Linked DNA regions of Mus musculus: region 1 is linked to region 2. The links are chromatin contacts, called in public Micro-C maps. All regions are on one chromosome and are shown on one strand. The core of a region is the stretch at or near the end of the contact, and the rest is flanking DNA. Distances in the headings are between cores, read along the strand shown.

The links. Hi-C and Micro-C count contacts between places; a contact is called where the count stands out from the background.
Region 1: a Micro-C map of embryonic stem cells shows a contact between it and region 2, with 1.6 times the contacts expected there. The contact joins the enhancer-like site here to the promoter of Cdr2l in region 2. A contact is called at or near these places in 1 of 484 Hi-C or Micro-C datasets (embryonic stem cells), 2 of 115 datasets of contacts at active chromatin or transcription factors (embryonic stem cells and pancreatic cancer cells) and 1 of 9 other capture datasets (liver).

Annotation. Positions count from the first base shown.
Region 1 is chr11:115,831,278-115,837,109 of GRCm38.p6, reverse strand. Llgl2 (LLGL2 scribble cell polarity complex component) reads right to left here. Exons shown (of 26, transcript NM_145438.2): 2 at 2,208-2,313. The coding sequence starts at 2,282. Among named protein-coding and RNA genes, the nearest start is that of Llgl2, 10 kb to the right of the region's middle. Within about 2 kb of position 4,444, at least 73 of the 459 cell types and tissues checked have an H3K27ac peak or open chromatin away from gene starts, as enhancers often do. A contact at or near this core is called in embryonic stem cells and liver, where this site is marked.
Region 2 is chr11:115,377,642-115,383,861 of GRCm38.p6, reverse strand. It overlaps Cdr2l (cerebellar degeneration-related protein 2-like), which reads right to left and starts at 1,946. Exons shown (of 5, transcript NM_001080929.1): 1 at 1,461-1,946. The coding sequence starts at 1,539.

The DNA of each region.
Region 1 (5,832 bases), core at 3,195-5,694, 450 kb before region 2:
CGCCAGTGAGGAGGGTGAGAAACCCTGCTCAGGCATTCTATGATGTACAGAAGGAAACCCGGGTTACCTTTTCTAAAGGTCAATGGGACACCTGCTGCCTTGATCAAAGCCCCTCGGGGATACAGCATTCCCCTGGACCATGGGGCGAGTGGCTGCCATGGATAAGACTCTTCAGGGTCTCAAGTACTCCGGAATCTGACTTTACCCTCAAAGCACACCCTGCCGGCACCAGCAAACCCTCAGAACCTTGACGTCTCAATTGGTGCAAGCAGCTCCTCCCTCCCATTTACCCCCTAGACAAAGAATGTGAGGCCCTCAGCTCTTCCCCTCCCTAAGTCTGAAGGGCAAAGGCCTTACCAATTCACGTCTTACAGAGCCAGGCCTTGGACTGTACGGATCAGGGGTTAAGGTGGAGTAGGAGAACCAGGTCAAGGAGGGAAGAATTCTAGCCCACCTCCACACCCTGTGATGCCTAGGGATCCAGGGGTCACATGTTATTTGGGGACCACAAGTGGAGCATACTAAAGGTAGGGGTAAGATTCCTTTACCCCAGTTCCACCCTAGCCTCACCCACAGCACACAGGAACCAAGGTTTATCCCTTTGCTGAGCCAGTCCATCTGGTTTCTGCTGGAATTGGCTTCCTTTTTCGAGTGAGAGATCCTAGCATCACCAAGGACAGTAGTGGCACCTGGGGGTCACTCAGGACAGGTGACAGGTACTGGCTGTAGGTTCCACCCAGCACACGTGACCGATTCCCTTAGGAATGAGGGTGGTAAGCCCCGGGTGTCACCCTGTTCCTAACACCTGCACCAGATGATCATCTGTGGCTTAAAAATCCAGTCAGGGAGAAGCACTAACTTAAGGAAGCTTGCTTCCAGGGGCAGGTGTCATGACAAACTCCAAGGTGACACCCCCACAGGTGAGCTGGGCACCTTACATCAAACTTCTGGACCCGGCTCTAGGAGGTGCCAACCAGCACACAAAACCCAGCACCTAAGTTTCCCGAGGCACCATGCTAACCACAAGCTGTCCTGTTGCAGGAGACAATCTGTATACAAGCCCTCCGCATAGGTGACGGGCCAACACTCTCCTGGTTCGTTCATAAGCAGAAAAGATGTCTTTGGATCTGGGTAAGCCAACGCCGATACTTCTCAAATGGAAAAGTAGAACAGAACCCAGAAAGGAGGGTCCTTCATTCACCAGGCCGTTTCAGGGTGAGGGGAAGCCCAAACCAAAGCCCCAAATAAAAGGCATAGTTCCTGACTGGAAGCCGAAGCTCAGGGGTGGATGGCTTGGTTACTGAGATGGTTTGGGCTCAATCCTCAGTACCAAAAATGTCAGAATTGCACCTACGGACATGCCCTGGAGATGCAGACCCCAGGAGAAAGGATCCTGCTGCTGTCTCGGACCTACAATCTACTTCGGACATAGATCAAAGCAGACGAGAAGGCTAATTATCCCCAAGCGGCTCCAGATTGCTGGGTGGCAGGAGGGGGAAGCTAATGAGCTCTGTCACACCCTGTCACACTCTTTAGCCTTCCGAGGCCCAGCTTCCTTGGGGAGGCCAGCAAAGCTCCTGGGGCTTCAGATGCCACACTCTGCCCCACTCCCTCAGGTGCTCTTCCCCCCCCCCCTCCTCCCAGGCTGGAGCCTGCAGAGAAAGCTTTTTCCTTGGGGACAGTATCAGGGGAATGGTCCTTGAGGCCACAGGGCTGCAACATCATAAGGATGTTATTATACCTCGGGACTCAACGTGCTTTCATCTTTTCTGTCCCTTAGCCTCCTTGGCAGCCCCGTGACAAAGCAGGCAGGGCTGAAAGTTTTGTACCTGTCATAGGTAGAAAGATAGGGGCTTGGTGGAGTTAACTCTCAGTCATTTCTAGCCAGGGAGAGACCTGGGACAAGGAATTCTAACTCCCAGGCCCAATGTCGTTCCTAGACAGCAAGGTGACACAGACCTTTTGATCCTAACACTCAAGAGACAGAGGCAGGTGGATCTCTGTGAGTTCCAGGCCAGTCAGGGCTACATGGTGAGATCCCCGTCTCAGAAATAAACAATAACAATATACCTCTTCCTAGGGGATGCCACTCTGTTTCCCAGTTAAGATTCCCAGGGGGCTTTTCAGGCAGTGTCACTCCCCAGCCCCAGCCCCTGGGGAGGAGCCCAGGCCAGGGTTTCCCCTGCCCTCCCTCACCGCATCCTTACCTTGTTAAACTGGAACAGATCCCGCTTCAGCCTCTCCCGGGCAGGGTCATGTCCAGTTCTCAGGAACCGCCTCATCTTGCTTTAGTTTGTGGCCCCCACAACAGACCTGCAGAAACCAAAAGTGCCCTTGAGCCCATGCCCACAGTTGTCCAGGCCCAGCCTCACCCAGACCCACAGCTTCCTGGGGCCAGAATCATCCTGGACACAGGTGTCCAAGGCCCAGGATCACCCAGGCCTACAGCTGTCCAAGCCCAGGGTCACCCAGGTTCACAGCTTCCCAGAGCCAGTATCACCCAGGCCCAGGCCCTCCTAAGACCCAGGATCACCCAGGCCCCAGCTGCTGAGGCCCAGGCCCAGAACCTCCCCTGCCAGGCCGGGAACCTCCCCACCAGCCTCTCTTCTTAAGCCCAGCTTCACCCTCACTTTCCTGAGCTCCTTCCACTGCAAGGGCCCAGGACAGGGAGACAGTGAGGCCTTGGTTCCTGGAGGTCTGGGCCTGTCTCTCCCCGTGGTTGATGCTCTAATGCCACCAGTTACCATAATGGGAACAGGAGAAACTGGGGGAGGAAGCCATTTACCCCAGCTTTATAGGAACAAAGAGAGCCAGCAGGCCCTGTGGTTAATTAGCTTAATTGTTAACCTGTTTTCTGAAAGAAAAAAAAAAACATAAAAATCCAGAAAGAGAAACTTCACAGCCTCCCTCCGTGCAGTGGGTTGGCAGAAGCGGGGCTGTCCTGTGGAATTTCTTGATCGGTGCCTCAACTGGACATGCAGGGGAAGGACCTGGGGCAGTTTTAGCAGGAATACCCAGGTCGGGGTAAGATGGGCAAGGAGCCCATCAAAGACTCACATAGCCAAGCCCCGTGGTGCTGGGGACCAGGTCTGGTCCTATGAGGCTGTGGGCTCTCTAGGTTAATCCTAGATCTGCCTTGCTGCTAATTCCCAGCTAGCTCCCTGAGCTCTGACTGGGCATCTAGAAATGTTCCTTTTCAGATGTGCATGGTGGCACACGTGTAACCTAGGTCACTGGGGAAACAGAGCATCAAGGGTTTAAAGCCATGAAGGGTACAAAGTGAGACCCTATTTCCTGCCACTCCCTAAGGAGGCCTTTCTTAAGGGCCACAGCGGAGCCCAAATCAAGAGAAGACATTCTATCTGTACCGAATAAAGAAAACAGCTCAAGACCCCCAAGCCACTCATCGACCATAGAAAGCATTCCCAGCCCAAGGGGGGAAACTATTTCTGTACTCTCCTTGGGGGAGGGGCTGTGAGTGGGTGGTTTGACTTTCAGCGCCCAGTAGCAGTCTCCTGCTGACCATCTTTGGCACTGGGCATGTTCCTAGGAACACAGGGGCTCACTCAGGCCATTACAGAAATGGCTTCCTTCATTCCACTCTAGACGGAAAGAGAAAGCAAACATAGCCGCCAGCTCGCTGAACGCTGCATGTAGGGTCAGGTAGACAGGCCGACAAAGTGTGCTAAGTACTTAAGCTGGAGCAGGGACGGGACACCCAGCCTCCACTGGGGAAGGGGGGGTGCTTCTTATCTAAACCGAGGCTGGAAAGATAGCCTGAAGGTTGGGGGCAGGGGTGGGTACAGTTCAGAGGCAGAGCACTTGGTGGCAGTGTACAAGGCCCTTCATCCTCAGCTCTGTAATCAATCAATTAAAGGGCCAAGACTTTGCTTATGAAAAGACTCTGGATTTAAGACTGGGGCTCCCCAGTTGCTGGCTGCGGATAGAGCCACATCCCCTGCAAATGCAAAGATCAGCAGGACAAGCCACTTCCAAACCAAACACCAGGGACCAGTCCCTGGGGAACTGTCACCCTTTGGGGACAATCAAAAGGTCATGATTTGCAGTGGGGGAGGGGAGAGAGACTAGGGATTTCACATTTTTAGGGAAGCAAGACCACTGCAGAGCCTCCCACTCGTGGGGATGGGTGGGGTGGGGCGTGGGGATTGGTGGGAAAGTCTGGGTACCCACCTGAGGTCCCATAACAAGCCAGAGAACAAGCATGGGGCATCAAGTACTGGGGGCTCCTGGGACTGGAGTGAAAACAGGCCCCAGACTTCGGCCATCTCTGCCTCTGAAGACAGCTGAGCTGGCTAGCTGAACATTCCAGCCGTGGGGGAGGGTGGTGCAAGCTCGTAAATCAGCAGCTACGGCTCCTGGGGTGCAGGCGCTCCCCTCCCCAGCCGAGGTCACTAGGTCAGAAGGCACAGGAAGCTGGGAATGACTCCCTGGGAAAGGAAAGAGACCAGCGGACTCTAGGGAAGGGACAAGAAGGGACCAGGACCATCTGTACTAAGGACCCCACAGGAGCTCAAAGTGACACGGCAAAGTGGTGAGTGGCAGGAAAGAGGGGACATGCCCCACTTGGTCAGGAGGGCAGAACACTCGGTGCAGGCTACCTACCCAAGTGGCCGTCGGAGCACTTGCTGTGACCAGCACTGTTCCAGACCCCCTGAATGTACCTGTTGATACGTTTTAAATGTTTTGGTTCAAGTTGTCTAGGCTCACTGTAGAAACATCAAATCACTGAGGGTGAATCGTCCTCCAGAGAACCTCAGGAAAATGTGGGGACCAGGTTCTGACCACCTCTGTTGTTTGTGTGCTCAGGGTAAACACTACACATCAGCTCAGGCGGAGGCCACCTGAGAGGCCAGGCAGAACACACCTACCTGACAGAGGAAACCAGGCCACAGACTAAGCAACTTACCCACGGTCACCACTGCATAGGAAGCGGCAGAACTCAGAGCTGACCCCCATGTATGACTAACTCCAGAATTGAGGGGCTTATAAAGGCGTCCATGAGGAATGGCTATTACAGGAGAGCTAATTATATGGCTGCAGTCAAAAGGTAGGGCCACGCGCACATACTCCCACAGGCCATGGAGCTCAAAGCTAACCAAGCAGTTTGGGACCAGGTGCCTGGTCACTGCTTTCAGAGTGTTCTTAAGAACTAACCTGCAGGGCTCAGTGACCTTGTGGGGGACCTACTGCTGGGGACCCCATTGGCCAGGGAGACAGAAGAGCGACCTAGGAGCTGGGACCAAGGTGGAGGTAGAACAGGCTTGGGGCCAGTGTAACTGCCCCAAGGCAAGGCATGAAAATACCCCACCCCTTCTTAGAGGAGGAGGAGGACAGGTGCGGGCCTGGCTCAGTTCAGAAAGCCCCCTCCCCCACCCCAGGCCTTCTACCCCAGATAAGCAAGCTCTCAGAGGAGCCTGGAAGTCAGGCTAGGGCTGTGAAGTCTGATAGGGGATGATCCTGCCTAGCCTATGCCTGGGAAATGGGGAGGTTAAAAGACTAAGGGGGCAAACCTACAGCCCCCCAGTGTGCCGACTCCTGAGGCAGACAGGCCATGAGAGATGCCCTCTGGCAGGAGGGAGAGTAGAGTGGGGAAGGAGAAAGTATACAAGATGCTGAGGTCAAGGGCGCTGGGGGTGGGGTGGGGGTGGGGAAGCCTCGCTGAGAGTTACTGGTCAGCCTCTTGGCCCTATGTGTTCACAGCACTCTACCCGGGACACTTTGCCTAGGATACCGCCACATAACCCCACCGCTCAAATGCTCCCTCGCCCCAGTCTACAACTGTCCCCTCCCTGCTACTTTCTCCTCGTATCC
Region 2 (6,220 bases), core at 697-3,196:
ATCTGGGCTGGGCATGGTGCCAAGCCTTCATTAGGGGTGCGGGAACTAAATGAGACGACCGCCATGGTATTAGCATCTGCCTCCCCTAGAGGCTATCTTCGCCAGAAATCGGCTTTTCATCTTTCCTTCTGCGCTAGCCTCTCCCAGGAAGCCATCCCATAATCACTTACACTTAGAGCAGCATACAAGTGGGCCTACCCCATCAGCCCTTGTGTGCCCAGAGGGTCAGGCTGTGACTGTGCCCAGGTCCCAGGCTGATGTCTGGAGCTCACATGGGGCCAGTAGGTGTTTAGAGAGTAAAGTTTTAGGGGTAGTGGCCAGGACAGAGAAGAGGTGTCACAGAAGCTCATGGCATAGCAATGCCTAACCCAACACTCTCTACCCTGCGGAGCTCTCCCAAGGTTCTGATTCACTGACAAGCACAGGGACAGCCCCTCATCTGCAGGTGAAGCTCAGCTGCATGGGGAAGTGGGTCAGGAGACAAAGGCTCCAGGATCCAAGTGCATGTTTCCCATCTTGGCAAAACCAGGGCTCTGGGCCCTAAGGATGGAGACCGGCCTTTGTGGCACACACACACTGTGCCAGGCTTGTGTTTTAATACCTCAGAGCATGCAGGTGACCCTCACCCTCAGGGTTTCAGTAAGAACCAGCAGAGAGGAGGTTGGGGTCTGACTACTTCGGCAGGCCTTGGCCTTGACCCTGACCCTCTCGGGCCTTCTTGTCAGGTCGGCTCCACCTCTCAGTGATGTCATTTTAGCCACCTCATCACCAGCTTCTAACTCCCCTCTAGTCATTTTCTAGATGAGTGCCACGGAAGTGGCTCCCTCTTTCCCCAGGGATCTCATTTGGCAAAGTCTGAAATTGCTAAAGGACCCCTTCACATCCTGAGCCACTTGGGTGGAAGCCCCATGCAGGGAAGGACCAGGGAACGCCTCTCTTGGGAAGGCAGATTGGAGACTTTCAGCTTCTTCGCAGGCGTGAGCATGCACCACCCCCTTTCTGGGCAGAGGGAAGCGAGTTGGGGAAACTTTCTGGAAGTCTTAGAGCTCAGAAATTCTAGCCCGGACAGGTGCTGTTGATCTGGAGAGATGACCTATCTCAATATACAGTGCATTCTTAGCAAAAGTAACAAGAATCCTCTGTGGGCCCCAAGACTTCCATTCTACCTAGCAATCGGGCCCCCTAACAATACCCTACCGGGGCACGCGAGTAGGTGCTGCTACTAAAATGAGAAGGGCGATGGATGCCCTGTCAACTGGACACTTTTGCAAGTCTCTCTCCAGCGTCAGAATATTCCAGGGCAGCGCCCTTCTCGGTCCACGTCCCCATTCTCAAGACGCATCATGCTCCGTTGGGCTCACCAGGTCCAGCCTAGCCCTTTTCTTGGGGATACCGCCCAACAATGGAGTAGTGGTCAGGGGTCTTGGGGCACACGCTGTTTCCCTCCCCAACGCGCTCACCCTGCTCCAGGTCCTGATGGTCGTACCAGGACTCCTCCTCCTCTGCGGAGTAGTCCTCCATCCCCGCGGCTCTCCGCATGGCCCCGCGGGTGGCGGTGGGCGGGCGCTGCGGCAGCTCAGGGCCTGGGCTCGCAGCCCGGGACAATGCGGCGGAGGCGGCCCGGGCTTCCAACGTCGGGAGCTCGGGCTGCAGCGCCCCTGCGCCCTCCGCCCGTGATCGCCATCCGCTGCCGGCCCCGTGCGCCCAGCGGGGCCTCTGGCTCCCGCGCTCCCCGGGTCCCGCCGAACTGGGGACGCCGGGTGGCGGCGGCACAAAGGGCGGAGGGGTGGGGACTGCAAAGTGGGACGACAGCTGGGACCACCCGGGACCACCTGCAGGGCTAGGGCGTCAGCAGAGTGCGGATGCAGCGGCGGGTACCCCTTGCCCGCCTCCGGCCCGCACACCGCCCGGCCCGCGCCGCGACACCCGGAGCCGCCGCTGCATCTCCGCCCGGCCCGCTTTCAGCTTCCCAGGCCGCCAGCTTTGCGGGGTGGGACCTGCCGCCGGAGACCAATCAAAAGACGTATGCAAATAAGGGGCGGGACCGAAGGCAAGGACCTTCCTGGTGTCCTGGTCCGGGAATTGCTGGATCAACCCTCTGTCCTGCTTTTCCTCCACGTCCGACTTTTATTTACGTCCATCTGGAATTATTTTGTTTGCTTGTTATCTGTCCTTCTGGCTCTCCTGGGAGCAAGGGTCTGTCTGATGTCCACAGTGGTCCTCACCTGCGGAGAACGTGCTGACCCACTGATATATCCGAAGAACTTTTTAAAAAATGGTATTAAATTAGAAACATCTTTAAGAACCTTGAATGGGGGTTTGGCTGCTGGAACACTCGAGGTCAAGAGTTCTTGCTGAGGATTTGAGTTCGGTTCCCGGCACTTACGTCAGGAAGCTCCCAACAGCCTGTAACGCCAGCTTCAGGGAAATTCTGACACCTCTGGCCTCTGGGTACTTGTAATTACATAAAGTCTCACACATAGAAAACACACAGTGGTTCCCTCCTCTACTAACGGGAGTTAGGAGGCTGAAGCAATAGGATTATCTTGAGTTCTTAGGCCAGACTTTTAACACAGCTTGTTCCAGGCCCGACTAAGCTACAGTGTGGAAGTTTTTCTGTAAACTAAACTAAGCAAAGCTAAACATTACTTTAAGGGGGTTGAGGAGGTGGCTCAGCACATTAAAAGTGCTTACCAGGTTTGGTTTTGTTTAAAAAAAAAAAAAAAGCAGAGTGCGTGGCTTGTTCTTGAAATCCCAGCTCTGGGAGCTGGGGAGCCAGGAGAGATGGATCGATGGTAGCCAGTAAACCTAGCCTAATTGGCCAGTGATAGGCCGTGTTTCAAAAAAAGCAAGGTGCACAGCTCCTTGTTCAGTAACACTTGGAGGTTGTCCTGTACCCTCTACACACACATGAACACACATGAGTGAACACACACACACACCTACCTTTAAGAATCTGAGTCTTAGGCTAGAGAGATGGCTCAGTGGTTAAGAGGGCTGTCTCCTCTTCCAGAGGTCCTGAGTTTAATTCTCAGCAACCACATGATGGCTCACAACCATCTGTAATGGGATCTGATGCCCTCTCCTGGTGTGTCTGAAGACAGCTACAGTGTACTTACAAATAATAAACAATTCTTAAAAAAAAAAAAGAACCTAGGCCGTGGGCTGGAGATGGCTCAACTGCTCGTGTAGAAGATCTGAGGATTCATTCCTCAGATCAATATGGTGGTTCAGAAACACCTGGAACTCCTTCCGGGGGATCAGTTCTCCTCTTCAGACCTCCTTGGGTACGAAGCATGCATATGGTATAGATACATTCAGGCAGGCAGACACTCATACACATAAATATAGAATAAATAAATATAGAAATAGAACTCATTTAAAAAAAGAACTGGAGTGTTTAAAAACCTGTATGTCTGGAAACAGGCTGGAAGGAATGAACTTTGGGCACGTGTTACTTGTATTCTGCCCTTTTCACTTTAAGGTCTGTTTCTTACTGCTTAAGACCCAAATCCGATATCCAGTTACACCCATAAAAGCCATGCTTTAATCCATCCAAGAATTTTTTTTTCCTTAAAGGAGTTTTCCTAATCCTCCAGCATTCATGTAATTTGTTTTTGTTGAGACCCATCATGTGTGAACATTCTTTTTTTTTTTTTGGTTTTTCGAGACAGGGTTTCTCTATATAGCCCTGGCTGTCCTGGAACTCACTCTGCAGACCAGGCTGGCCTCGAACTCAGAAATCCACCTGCCTCTGCCTCCCGAGTGCTGGGATTAAAGGCTTGCACCACCACTGCCCAGCATGTGTGAACATTCTTGAGGCACTCAATATATGTTGTGATATAACCAGAAAAGGACATCTAGCCAGAATATGGCAAAACCTGAAAATCCAAAGGAAAAAGGCATATGGCCAGGAGAAAATGGGTAAAAGACTTGACTGGACAAATTTGAGGAAAAAAATCCAAATGGCCCAGTTAACAGTTAATGTGACTAAGGTACAAAGTTTTATTTAATCCTCAGGAAATGCAAATTAAATCCACACTGAGGTACCCCCATTACCATACTTGGGACCTTAACTGTCTCCCAAGGCTCATGTGTTAAATGCTTCACTCTTAGTGTGGTGTTGTTGGGAGTATAGACACTTTTGAGAGATGGAGCATACTGTATGAATGTATGTGTGTGCATGTGTGTATACATGTGTGTACATATGTATGTGTGTGCATGTGTGTATATGCATGTGTGTATGTTTGCGTGCGTATGTATGTGTATATGTGTATGCATGTGTGTGGGTGTGTGAGTGTATACATGTGTGTGTACGTACGTATGCATGCATGCATGTGTGTGTATGTGTGTGTATATGGGCATATGTGTGTGCATATGTGTATATGCATGCATGTGTGTATAAATGTGTGTATATATGTTCTTGTGGGTATATGCATTTGTGTACATGTTTGTGTGTGTATGTATGTATGTGTGTGTATGTGTGTGGGTATATGGATGTATACATGTGTGTATATATGTATGTATGTATATGTGTATGTGTATATGGATATATGTATGTGCATATGCGTATATGTGTGTATGCATGCATGTGTGTATATGTGTTTATGCTGTGTGCATGTGTTTTTGGGTATATATGCATGTGTGTATATGTTTGCGTGTATATGTATATCCATGAGTTTGTATATGTGTGTGTGTGTGTCTTTATGTCACTGAGGGTATAACCTGATTGTGGAGTCCTGGCCTCTTCTCCCTTTCTGTGCAGTCTGGTGATGAAACAAATGATCATGTTACATCACGTGCTCCTATTATGATGAGCTGCCTTGCCATAGCCCTCAAAACTGATCCTGGGCTGAAATCCTCCAAAACTGTGGGATAAAATATACTTTTTATAAATCATGGGGTAGCTTTCTATCACTATGACAAAATACTGAAGGTGAAACAATTTCTAAGGAAGAAAGGTATGTTTTGGCTCAGTATTCAATTCATCATTGCTTCGCCCCTGGGCCTGTGGCAAGGCAGCTCACTGTAGTGAGAGCACATTGCAAAGGAACCTGGTCACCTCATGGCAGCCCTAAAGGTTTTACCAGCTCCCACTGGCACCACAGACTGGTGACCCAGCCTTTGTCACAAGGGTCTTTGGAACACCTGGCTGTGTGTTTAGTGACAGAAAGCCAACTAACTCACACACTCAGCAGGATGGCTGCAGCACTTTGTTTTAACTTTAGAGGACAGAAAGAAAATAGCATTGTCAAGAATAATGACCATCTGTAATGTCCCCTACTCCTGGAGGGAATGACATCAGGGCAAACCACCTTAGAAAGCGGCTTGGTGGGGTCAGTAAGATGGCTCGGTAGAGAAAGGCGCTCGCTGGTACGCCTGGTGACCTGACCTAACAGCTGCTGGTTTTTCCTAGTTAGTTTTGTTTGTTGTTTCAAGCTCTCTCTGGGCAGCCCTGGCTGTGCTGGAGCTTGCTATGTGGACCAAACTGTCCTTGAACGCACAGAGATCCTTTTGTTTCTGCCTCCCAAGCGCTAGGGTGAAAGGCATGTGTTAACACAGCCAACCAGATGACCTGGGACCTACATGGTGGAAGGGGAGAGCCAACTATTGTAATGTGTGCTCTGACTTCCACACGAGTGCTGTGCCACACCGAAACAACAATACACATACACAGAAACAACAATAAATAAACAGAGGTGGAGAGCTGGCTCGGCAGTTAAGCAGTTAAGGACACACTGCTCTTGCAGAGGACATGAGTTCAGTTCCCAGCACCCACGAGGACCAGTCACTCCGGCTCCAGAGGAGCTGCTGCCCTCTTCTGGCCTTTTTGGGCACCTGTACTCAGATGTACCCACACACACCCATCACAATGCACATAATTAAAATTCAATCTTTTTTTCTTTTTTTCGAGACAGGGTTTCTCTGTGTAGCCTTGGCTGTCCTGGAACTCATTCTGTAGACCAGGCTGGCCTCAAACTCAGAAATCCGCCTACCTCTGCCTCCCAAGTGCTGGGATTACAGGCATGCGTCACCACGCCCGGCTTAAAATTAAATCTTAATAAAAAGTACAGTGTGGAATGTTTATGTGACAGAGTGTATCTATAACACAGTACATATTGTGAAACTCTGGGCAAGAGATGCCAGACACAAAGAACAAATATCTGTATTCATTTCTTCTGTGTTAGACTGTCTCAAATAAAGTGGCTTGAACATATAC